Linked DNA regions of Gossypium arboreum: region 1 is linked to region 2. A link is a contact called in public Hi-C data. All regions are on one chromosome and are shown on one strand. Each heading gives the region's core, a stretch centred on a gene start, on an enhancer-like site or on the middle of the called end of the contact. The rest is flanking DNA. Distances are from core to core; before and after follow the strand shown. Region 1 holds the start of LOC108486202. Region 2 holds the start of LOC108453741.

Region 1 (5,968 bases), core at 1,530-4,029, 550 kb before region 2:
TCCCAAGCTGCAACAATAACGTTTCGACCTCTACGTAATTCACCCAGTCAAAGTATGAACAACAAAATTCTCTTAAACTTTTTTAGAGAGAAAAATCAAAAACGGCTGTTAGACCTTTAGATATTGTTTTTCTTGATAACCTTAACACACTAATGGATTATATTCCTTTTATTTTTTTGATATCTTTTATTTTCTTTGATATCACATATCGTAAATAAAACGAGATTATTCCTTATTATTAGAGAAACAAATAGAAAGTTAGAAAAACAAATTATATTATTTCCTAAAGAATATCAACTTTCATGTCCTTCTATATTTTGACCAAATTAATTATTATAACTATTTATATTAATAATTTTGATAAACTATATATAATTAATATTTTGTTTGAATCAAATTCATATATTAATTTTTTCTATGTTCTCTATTTGTGTACAATAAGTTTGTACATATAATGTGCTAAATATTTAACTATCGAATTAAATTAATTCAATAATTAATTTAATTCATGTGACAACTAAATACAATACCAAATGTATTTGGATTCAGTTTGCTTCAACTATAGGGTGTGACCTTGTAGGTTCTTGTAAAGTTAATAATAATATTATAATGTCTCTAATATTATAAACAATGAGTGGCATCTAGTAATGCATCATTGATAACCAAGTTGCAAGAAGTCGTGATTCGACATTACCTTTTTGTGATAATCTTTTCATGTATTATATGCTTTTATCCTTAACATCTAGATTGGACACAAGTCATGAAATTGTCACACTTGTATAGTCCAATATCATCTTTCTTGATATTCTGAGTAGACTACTATAAAAAAATAAGTGTGATATCTTATATCAACTGATTCGAGCATGGCCATGCATTTTTAATCTCACTCCATCAAGAGGCCTAAGATATTACTCGTATTATGTAAGAAGGACAAATCCTATCTTGATCAACCATATTCCTCTACATAGATTGTGACATACCCAACATCAGTCTTTATAGTATAACCTGTTATGGTAGACGTTTGACTGTGTCAAAATATACAACTCACTATGTTGGGACAATGATGATCTCAAGTCTAAGGATCATATACATAATTATCACTATGAGTAATGTTGTGACTATTACATAATAATCCAATAACCATACTCATAGCAGGTCAGTCCAGTATGTTGTTCTCTAACACATACTCGCGTATCAGTTTTGACATCCCTATGTCAATGACAACACTTCATCATTAATCAACTACACATTAGTCTCAATGCATTATCATTGTTCAAGCCCACTATAATACTTGACTAAGGACCTTTTAAGAATAATCATATTATTCTTAGGACTTTATTATTAAATACTTTATTCGTGCATACATAAAAAGAAACTGAAATAACAATGGCAATGCATTATATTAGAAAACAAGGTAAAATGAGTATGTGATTACAATCATCTCATGATTGGTCTTTGGGCATACTCTAACACTAAAATGCAACAATTTTAAAACTATCGAGTTGATGTCATGACATCGAAGGTCCATAGTTGTGATGTCACTCTCTGTTGATTTTTCATCGTGACATCACCTACTGCTTTCATAACTTCCTTGAACATAAAATCACAACAACTCTATAATATGAACATTAACATATTTACATTATTTTAAACCTTATGCTACTTACATACATATATATATATAATATACAACTCATGTATCATATATCAAACTAACCATGATATCTAAAACACCAAATCAACAATTTACTACTTAAAACCGACTCAATTTTGGGTACATGCCACATATTGAAGCATAAAGAAACTATACAAACTTTGCTAAGATGAGAGTTGCGGTTTGAATGCTGGATCACTCCTCGAGTCTTTGAGATCTATTAGTACCTATGCATAGAATAAACAAACCGTACGTTAAGCGATAAAGCTCAGTGGTACTTTTATGTTTCAAATCAACATAGCATGTTAGACCTACACTAAAATCATGAATTAGTTTTCAACAATAACAATTTTCAATTCATGTCACATCTATCCAAAATGCATACCTTATGCTAATTGATAAATTCATATTAGCATAGAATACCAAGTTTCCTATCATTGCAATAATTCAATTATATGCCAATGCATTTCACCAAGTCAATTCATTTTCACATTTCCTTCTCGAATCATTTGTTTTGTTTCGTTTTTAGACAAGTCTTTAAGGCTTGTATAATCGGTTTGTATAATCTTTCACATGCTGTCAGTTATCATATTTCATATGCATACAAAATATTTCATTTTCAAATGATTGTTCATATCAACCATCATTACAAGTTCATGTTTTATAATCATTATTAACCGAAAACAAATTCAAAACGGATGCGCAAATTATTTGACCATCACACCAATCTATAATGATTTAAAACTTATCATAATTTACAGTTACAATTTCCCCTTAAAAGTTCTTAATATTTAAAAATAATATATGTTTTTATATCAAAATTATTTCTCGTATCAAATCTTAATTTCGAAAATTATTAGAACGTATTAAAAAATTCTATTAAATGCCAATGACGAGGAAATATTAAAACCGATGAGAAATTATCGAAATTTTTGAAGAATTACAAAAATTATAAAGCTATACCAATTATTACTAGAGAATACCAAAAAAATATGAAAATATATCAATTTTAACTTGTACCTTGTTGAATGGGTAAAATCCGTCCTAAGTTTTTTTTTTCCAAAGCTCACAGCAGACATCCCGTTAGTGGTTTAGTAGGATTGTAGGAGTAAGTATTTTATTTTTCCCTCCAAAAATGAAAAAAGAAAAGAAGAAAGGAAGTGGGTACTCACATTAATAATCATGACACGTAAAATTACAGCTAATCCAGCCCCCTTTTTTTTCTTGTCAGCCCTGGTTTTCTCTCTCTTAAAATCCCTTATTTTCCCCCACACTCCCACTCAAGAAGACGCCCAACAAAACACAGAGCAAAAGCATTAACAAAGAGGTGACAAAGGAATCAATTCCATCATTTTCTCCGTCTCCGTTTCCTCCTCCTTCTCCTTCGCCGCCATGGACCAGCAATCGCAGCTCGCCCTCATCCTAGGACCTGACCCGATTCCATTTGAAACCCTAGTCTCCCACTTGATGTCATCATCAAACGAACAACGTTCTCACGCTGAGGCCTTGTTTAATCTATGCAAGCAATCGGACCCTGACGCCCTCTGCCTTCGCCTCGCCCACCTTCTCCAAGTCTGCACTCAGCCCGAGACTCGCGCCATGGCAGCTATTCTCCTCCGTAAGTTGTTGACGCGTGACGACTCTTATATCTGGCCTCGCCTCAACATTTCTACACAGTCTTCCCTCAAATCCGTGCTTCTGTCTCAAATCCAAGTGGAAACCACCAAAAATTTATCTAAAAAGCTGTGCGATACTGTTGCGGAGCTTGCTTCCAGTATTTTGCCGGAGAATGGGTGGCCAGAGCTCTTGCCGTTTATGTTTCAGTGTGTCTCTTCGGATTCCCCTAAATTACAGGAGTCTGCTTTTTTGATATTTGCGCAGCTGAGTCAATATATTGGGGATGTGTTGACTCCTTTTATAAAGGATCTACACACTGTGTTCTTGAGGTGCCTGAGTGAAAGTTCTAATGCCGATGTCAAAATTGCTGCGTTGAATGCGGTCATCAACTTTATTCAGTGTTTGACCAGCTCATCCGATCGGGATAGGTTTCAGGATCTTTTGCCAGCAATGATGAGGACCTTGACAGAGGCTTTAAATAACGGGAATGAGGCCACTGCTCAGGAGGCACTTGAGTTGTTGATCGAGTTGGCAGGTACCGAGCCACGGTTTCTTAGGAGGCAGCTTGTTGATGTAGTGGGTTCGATGCTGCAGATTGCAGAGGCAGAATCTCTTGAGGAAGGGACACGTCATTTGGCGATTGAATTTGTGGTGACTTTGGCGGAAGCAAGGGAGCGTGCTCCTGGAATGATGCGGAAGTTGCCGCAATTTATTAGTAGGTTATTTGCAATATTGATGAGAATGCTGTTAGATATTGAGGATGATGCAGCATGGCACACAGCAGAATCTGAGGATGAGGATGCTGGAGAGACCAGCAATTACAGTGTCGGACAGGAGTGTTTGGATCGTTTGGCAATTTCCTTAGGTGGGAACACAATTGTTCCTGTTGCATCTGAGCAGTTGCCTGCTTATTTGGCTGCTTCTGAGTGGCAAAAGCATCATGCTGCACTAATTGCCCTTGCGCAGATTGCTGAGGGGTGTGCCAAGGTACACTTATTAATCATCGTTTGTTAATGTGGTTATTCAGTTTGGTTTATGGTGTTGTAAGTTTACTAACAATGGGGTGGAATTCTGTCTAGTGCATGTGGATTCAAACATATTTTTTTATAGCCTAATGGCATAGCTAATTCATCTTTGAAAGGAAAAAATGCCTTATGTTTCATGGTTGAGTAAAAAATTAGGAAGATGTTTATTTTCTTTTTCTTTTTTTAAATTTATTTGTTGCTGTACTTGCAGGTTATGATTAAAAATCTGGAACAAGTGGTTTCCATGGTTTTGAACTCATTTCATGATTCTCATCCTCGTGTAAGGTGGGCAGCTATTAATGCAATTGGGCAATTGTCTACCGACTTAGGACCCGATTTGCAAAACCAATATCACCAAAGAGTATTGCCTGCATTAGCTGGCGCTATGGATGATTTTCAGAATCCACGAGTACAGGTTAGTCCGAGATATATAATTTTGCTTTCATGATTCTAGATTATAATTTTGAAAGTATGTAAATATTTTTTTTACTTTGTGATGTGGATGCTTATGTAATCTTCAATCTTTAAGTAGAGAGAAACAAGCTGAAATTCGCTGTAGGCTGGTGACATAATTCACTAATATGCATTGCACTTTAGATAGAGTATTTTATTCATCCTATCTTTATCTCTGTTTTTGTGGTATAATCAGCACTCCCTTCTCTCCCCTGAACCCAACAACATTCAATTCCTTTCCAATAATGACCTGATTCTTAAGTTGTCTGTGGATATGCCTGGTGTTGTTCTGGTTGTGTGGCTTGCTTTAGGTAAAATATATCCGAGTGTATATGTTCTTATTTGGTTATATCGGTATCTTTGTAGTTGACAAATTTCATATTATATAATAAGAATTAACATGTTTTTTCCAGTTTGGAACATTTCAACTGGTTACTATCGAATTATTTTATCACTCATCAGAGTTCACTGGTGGTTGTTATCTAAATTTTCTAACACTCACTGATTTCTTAAATAATGGGAATAGTTTTTTAAATTTCGTTATACAATTCTATGTCTACCTATTCTTGAAAGATGAAACAGAACTTGGATGTTAAGTGTTGCTAGCTTCTTTACTGTAAGAGCCTCATAACTGGTTGTGAAGGTGTAATCTCCTGAATATTTTGTGGATAATGGAGAAAAAACCATCTTCAAGTCTTCACGTAGATGTGGATTTATTGATAGTTCCACTGTCCCAGTTTATAGATGGATAGAATATGCCTACTTACATGTAGTTGAACGAAGCTTATTCTCTTTGTGTAAAAGTTTAATATTTTTATTGTATGTCCCTTTTTTTTTACCTCAACATTTTACTGTATAATATGAATAACTCTTTTGTCATGTAATTTGTCTGAACAGGCCCATGCTGCGTCAGCTGTACTCAACTTTAGTGAGAACTGCACTCCAGAAATTTTAACACCTTACTTGGATGGAATAGTCAGCAAATTGCTTGTACTTTTACAGGTATGACAAGTGAGTTAAATGCTAATCCATCAATTCACTTTATTTTAGATTATTGTTTTTTGTCTAATATAAAATATATCATGCAGAATGGGAAACAAATGGTGCAAGAAGGTGCCTTGACTGCTTTGGCATCAGTTGCCGACTCATCTCAGGTATAATTTTACCCAAAATAAATCATTAGTTTATATCTTTTATATGGGTGATTCAGGCCAGTGAT
Region 2 (6,453 bases), core at 2,797-5,296:
CAACTGAGGCTGGTATGTGCAAACGTTTTGAAGAGGGCTTAATTGAAGACATTAAGTTATTGATTGATATTCTTCAATTGAAGGAATTTGTAGTATTGGCTGATCTAGCATACAAAGCTGAAGAATTGAGTAAAAAAAAAGAAATAAGCTGAAAGAGAAGCTCGAGTTTCTAGTAAAAGAATTATGAGCAAGTCGCAATCATCTGCTTCTAAGAAATCAAAGAAGTATTATGATCGTTTTACAACATCAGCGGATATTCTGGAAAAGAGCGAGGCTCTCAACGCTCTAACCCGAGATCCTCGTTTCCATTTGTAACCAGTGTTGGTAGTGCTGCTAATCCTAAACCGAAATGTAAATTTTGTAACAAATTTCATTTTAGAGAATGCCAATTAAGAAGTGGGGCATGTTATAAATGTGGTTATCTTGATCATTTTCTTAAAGATTGCCTGGAAAGGGTTGAAAGAGATATTGAACAGACTTCAAAGCTGAGTAATCTTGCTCCAAGAGGTAGACCACCCTGTTATCCTGACAATTTCAATGGTAGCCGAGGTACTACAAGGGATACAACAATTAAATCTGAGGTACGAGTACCGGCAAGGACATATGCTATTCGTGCTAGAGAAGATGCCTCTGCAGCAGACGTCATTACTGGTACATTTTCTCTACTTGATACTGATATTACTGCTTTGATGGATCCTGGTTCCACACATTCATACATATGCACAAATTTAGTGTCTGTTAAAAATTTACCTGTTGAATTCACTGAATTTATGGTTAAAGTTTCAAACCCCCTGGGTTAGTATGTTATGGTGGATAAAGTCTATAAAAACTGTCCATTGACGGTAAAGAGTTATTGTTTTTCGGCTGATTTGATGTTATTGTCATTTGATGAATTTGATGTGATTTTGGGAATAGACTAGCTAACCTAACATGATGCAGTGGTGAATTGTAAACAGAAATAAATTATATTGAAATGTTAAAGTGGTGAGTTACTCTATGTTGGATATGATAAATTAGATGGATTACCTAATGTGATTTCAGCAATATCAGCACAGAACTATATTAGAAAGGGTTATGAAGCTTATCTTACATATGTGTTGGAAACTAAAGTATTTGAGTCGAAAGTTTTAAAATAGTTGACATGAATTATTTGTAAATATTCTGAAAACTCCAATAATGCTCCGTAACCCTGTTCTGGCAATAGACACGGGTTTGGCATGTTACATTGGGAATCTTCAATCTTCACAAAAATATGTTTCAAAGTTGGCTTAAATGATGTTTTTCGAGTTATTTTCTTGAGTATTCTCTAGCACCTCCCTCCCATCTTCTTATTTTTGACATATATATGTCTTAGAATGCTCGAAAAACCTAAAAAACACAACTTTCTACTATTTACTACACAATCTCGTTAAATTGACACGGCCGTGTGGTTTGGCCATGTGAAAAGGTGTAGCCCATGCAACTCCTTTAGCTTGTTCTAACGTTTTGATTTTCACTCCTTTTGCTCCCAATTGCTCTATTAAGCATTAAAACATGAATTTAAAGGATTAGGAGTATAAAATTCACAATTAACATCGGATAATCACCAAAAAAAGCGTTAAGAATGGGGTTAAAACATGTTACTTTTAGCATTTATCACCTCTTTCCTAGTAGAACTAGGGGACTAGTTTTTCTATCAGATAAGTATTATATGTATTTTACTAATTCAACTAGGATTCTTTTATTTCTCCCTATAAATAGACGACACTGGTAAGGCTATATACACAAGTCATATACAACTTTGAGATATTGTTATCTTGCTTGAAAATGGTGAGAAATTATTTTTAAGTATAAATTTTATTTTTCGGAAATAACAATTCTATTGATTTTTATAGATAAAGAGATTTACTTTCTTACTGAAAGTAAGAAAATTATTTGTGATTCTATGTTTGATTTGTGATTGTTTGAGCCTACACTTGAAGCGATTCATGGTATAAGAATAGCGGATAAGACCATTCGATTGGAAGCCGAAAACGTAAAGGATCTGTCTTGCACAAAGTACATGTACTTTTCAGGAAAAGTTTATTGTACCACAAACCAGCTTGATTTTTAAAATTTTAGTTTTTCGCTGTGACACAAAACCATTTATTAAACCAGATTTTTCCAACAATCGGTATAAAAGCAAGTTGTGCTATGTTTATAGTATAAACTGATACCAAAATTTTCTCTCTTCTTCATGTTTGGTTAATTTTTTATAAGATGTGACATTTTTATAATTATTAGCATGTTTTGCATTATATTTATGAATGAATTTTTATATTATTTTATTATTTATATGATAAAATAATTTTGCCAAATTGTGATTCCTATAAATTAAAGTGGTTGTAATTATTATTTTATCGTGGACTATCATCTCTATGTAGGTTTTATTTAATTTTTAGAATAATTCATGTGAGTCGGAAATGAACATAAGTCTTCTGTAACCAATTTTTTTGGCGAAACTCGGAGAACCAGGATGCATCCAGTACTAATTGAGACGACACAAACCTGACCCAACGAACTGGCAAAAGACCAACGGTGGTTGTTGACAGCGGTGGCCTAACAGTGGTTGGTGATGGCTGACGATGGTTGGTGGCGACCCGACGACAGTCCGATGGTGCCCGACAGTGACCAGAGGCAACTCAATGATGGTCCATGGTGCTCAGTGGCAGTCTAAAGATGACAACAACCTCAACCGTGGCGGCAACGAAAGTTCGTGATGGTGATAGTAGATCCCTTCGGTGGTTTATGTTTGTAATATGTTATGTAATTTAGAACACATAAAAAATTAAATCTATAATATAGAAAAAGATTAAGTTGACTAGGTATAGAATTTTAATAAATGAGAAAATATATAAAATTATTAAATTTGAATTATAAGTAATATCAATATTTGTCAAAAATTTAATATGATATGAGCGGCCTAAAATCGGCTTAGATTAACCATTTACAAGTATGGACAAGTTTAGGTAAAATTCTAAGCTCATATTTCATGTTGAACTAGACTTAAATTAGTATAAAGTGTGTTAATATTATACTTAAACTCGACCTGAAACTAATCTAGCTTTGCTCATGAATACCTCTAAGAGGGATTCTTTTCCAAAATTACAGTTGATTTGAGTTCAAATTCATGCTAAGCTCATTGCATATCAAATTACTTTGTGTTAGACTCCTTTTGAATTCGAGTCATTACAAATTATGTGAGTTCATTCAGATTGTTGATTCTTTTTATGGTTAAATTGGATTTGATTTAACTGAAGTTCAATTGGATGGGATTGAAATTTGAAGTTGAAAGCTAGAGTAGAAGTGTCTAATATCTATCAATTATATAAAAGGAAGGTCCAAAGATGACATGTCGGATGCTTTTCTTTTCCCTTCTTTTCTCTTTTACATTTTAGAAATATTGTTAAATTTTAGTCTTAATCTTTCTATTATGTTTAGTTTTGAGATTTAATCTCCATGCTTTAATTTCTAACATAATTGGTTGTTTATATTCTTATAATGTTAGTAATTAGACCAAATAGTTTGCATTGTGAACTCTTCGATTAAAATTTTACATAATTATACACAATTTAAATGCCTTGAGAGCTTTTCGAGATTAACATGTGGCTTTTTGTTTCTTTTAAGTTTGTGCTTTTTTTTTATATTATAAGACAAATGATCAAATTTCAAATTTGGCCTTTAGTTTTAACATAATTTAATTAATCTATTTTTATAATATTATTTGTAAATCTAAATAGTTAATATTGTTAATTATTGATATAAAAATTTATTTTATCATGAATGGGTATTTTTTAAAACCTTAATCAATATTTTCAACATTAGTTCTATTATTACATAAATACCGAATAAATTATTTTAATTTCAAAACTTATATCAAAAGATTTAATGAATTTTTTAATAATGATAATAATTAGACGTAAATTTTAAATTTGAAAAATAAAAATTTTAACTTTTAAATATAGTAAATATTTAGGTATGTAGAGAGTAGTTTAACATTCAATTTTTTTTCTCCATTTAACAAACAATACGTATGAGGCGGTTGGCGGTTGGTTAATGGTTGCTGTGTCATGTAGACATATAACGTGGCAACATTTCTGCAATCGGAAGAAAAAGAATATAGAAAAAGTTTCGTAACCCGGTCCCAATCAAAAGCTTCGTTCAAAGACGCATTTTCACAAACAAGTTGTGAGCACGACTTCTTTCGCTTAGGTAGGTGCTCGACTTCTTTCGCTTGCCTTTGTACCGTTCGCTCAATGAGGAATGTGTTCGCTCCTCTCAACCGTCATCGCCTTCTCACATTGCTCTCCACTGGTATCATTCTTCTTTTCTATTAGTCTTTCCTTTTCCGTCCCCGCTTATTATTCTATCAACATTAATATCAATTGTTCTTTGATTTCCTATTGCTGCACTGTGTTTAATTTTCTTCGATGCTAGTATTATCCTGATAATTTAAGTTTTAGGATTGTGAAGCACTTTTATAGCACCGAGTTGGGCATTTCTGGAACTTCCCGGAAGTAATATTTTGTTGGTCATATTTGTTTTACCTTCGGTTGTTCATTTAGTAATGTTCTTACGACCTTGAGTATATGTGGATGTTACTGTTTATATTAGTTGATTACTTATACTGCTTGCAGCTGTAAACCATAATAGACATGTTGGAACAATGCTGCGTTATTCTGTTTCTCCGGAAGTTCAGATGGATACCAGGCATCGATTATACTTGTTGCAGCAACAACTGTAAGTGCATTCATATTTACCACTAAATTTTGCTGCTCGGAATTGGGTTATGTAATAAATTGGTCTGGTGAATGTGGAGTGTCTCTAACATTTGTTTTTTTACCTTTTTTATGCAGGTTTTCTACAGGTTTTGCCAGTGTCCATGGTGAGAGGCCTTCTGCAGAGTATGCAAAGCTGAGGAAAGAATCATTGGAAAGTGAATTTGGGCATACTGTTGGAACGCACAGCTCAACAAGCGTTTCTGCTGTATACCGATTTGGCCCATTTCTGGCTTTGTATAGAGCAGCAATCATTTCATTTCATGTATTGAAGTTGACCATTTGGCATTTCTTTTTTCGAGACATAAAAGAGCGTGCTGTGAAGGTATTATATGAATTTTATTCTTAAACATGTTCTGTTTAATAACTTGAATTGGTTCTATTATTCTTGCATGCATCTATATTCATCCAATTTGAGAGTAGAGTAAAACATCGAAATCTTAGCATAATCTGGCTGACTTTGTACTAGAAGTTTGCATGCTTTAGTGTTGCAATTTCATGTTATTTGGCCAATGGTTTTGCTGAAACTATCATAAGTTCCTATTTCCTCTTTTATTTTATTTTATTTTATTTTTGTTACTACAAGCTTATTGTATTTTTTACATTCTTTCAGTTTCGTGAGATGTTAATCCGCTTGGGTCCTTTCTATGTTAAGGTAAGTTCCTTTATCTTTGTTTTATCGTACTCTTTATTTATTCCAAACTGTTCCAATAAGTTTCTTGTTGGGCTTCGTTTATTCTAGTTTCCCTTTACCAAAGTTTTACAAAAAGTTAAATTCTACTATTAGGCCCTGTACTTTGTGAAAGTTGAGGATTTAGTCCCTATACTTTAATTTGGTCATTTTCAATCCTTTTCAAATTTTAAAATTTAACTCATCACCAAACGGTAACTGTTAAATTCATTAAGTTCTACTATTTCCAAAATTTGATGCATCAAACATGGTATCATATGTGAATGTCATATCAGCTTGTTATTTCCACATATTACGCATTAAAAATTCAGTTAATGGTTAACGATTGTCATTTGCATCAAGACTAAAATTTCAAAATTCGAAAACTATAGAATTTGATCCAATTGGAGAATATGGACTAAATCTACTATTGTATGCATAGTACTAGACTATTAATTAAATTTAACCAAATAGATTTAACTGCTATTGATTGGGTTAGGACTAAATTTTTAAAATTCAAAAAGTACATGGACTAAAATTGACCAATTCGAAAAGTGCAAAGACTATAATTAATCAAATTGAAGTACAGGGACTAAATCCACAACTTTCGCAATGTACAAGAACTAATAGCAGGCTTTTATTTCCTTCATAAACTCTAAGTTAGGAATTCTATTAGGACTCTTTCATTTGTTATTAACAATCTATAAAAGGGTGCCAATATGAAATAAAGAGTTAAGCAATTATTTTATAAAAAAGAAACATTATTTTGAGAGGGGGTTCAGTCAAAGACGAATCTGCCTTTTGAGTAACCATAGGTCAAAGCAAGAATTTTTTCTCGTTTAGACTTGTGACTAGATCTTACGCCAAGGCACATAACAACTTGGTATCTGAGCCAGCTGTCATGGGTGACGAAAAGACTTTGAAAGCCAAGCTAGAGGCTACAAATGGCTACAAGGCAACAAGCATTAGAGGAGCAGGTGGCGATAT

What was found. Hi-C and Micro-C count contacts between places; a contact is called where the count stands out from the background.
Region 1: a Hi-C map of leaf shows a contact between it and region 2, with 4 times the contacts expected there. The contact joins the promoter of LOC108486202 here to the promoter of LOC108453741 in region 2. A contact is called at or near these places in 2 of 5 Hi-C or Micro-C datasets (both in leaf).

Annotation. Positions count from the first base shown.
Region 1 is chr6:94,908,697-94,914,664 of ASM2569848v2, reverse strand. It overlaps LOC108486202, which reads left to right and starts at 2,779. Exons shown (of 20, transcript XM_017790102.2): 1 at 2,779-4,258; 2 at 4,508-4,711; 3 at 5,647-5,751; 4 at 5,838-5,903. The coding sequence starts at 3,047.
Region 2 is chr6:94,362,090-94,368,542 of ASM2569848v2, reverse strand. LOC108453741 reads left to right here and starts at 4,046. Exons shown (of 14, transcript XM_053030202.1): 1 at 4,046-4,332; 2 at 4,656-4,758; 3 at 4,875-5,121; 4 at 5,410-5,451. The coding sequence starts at 4,275.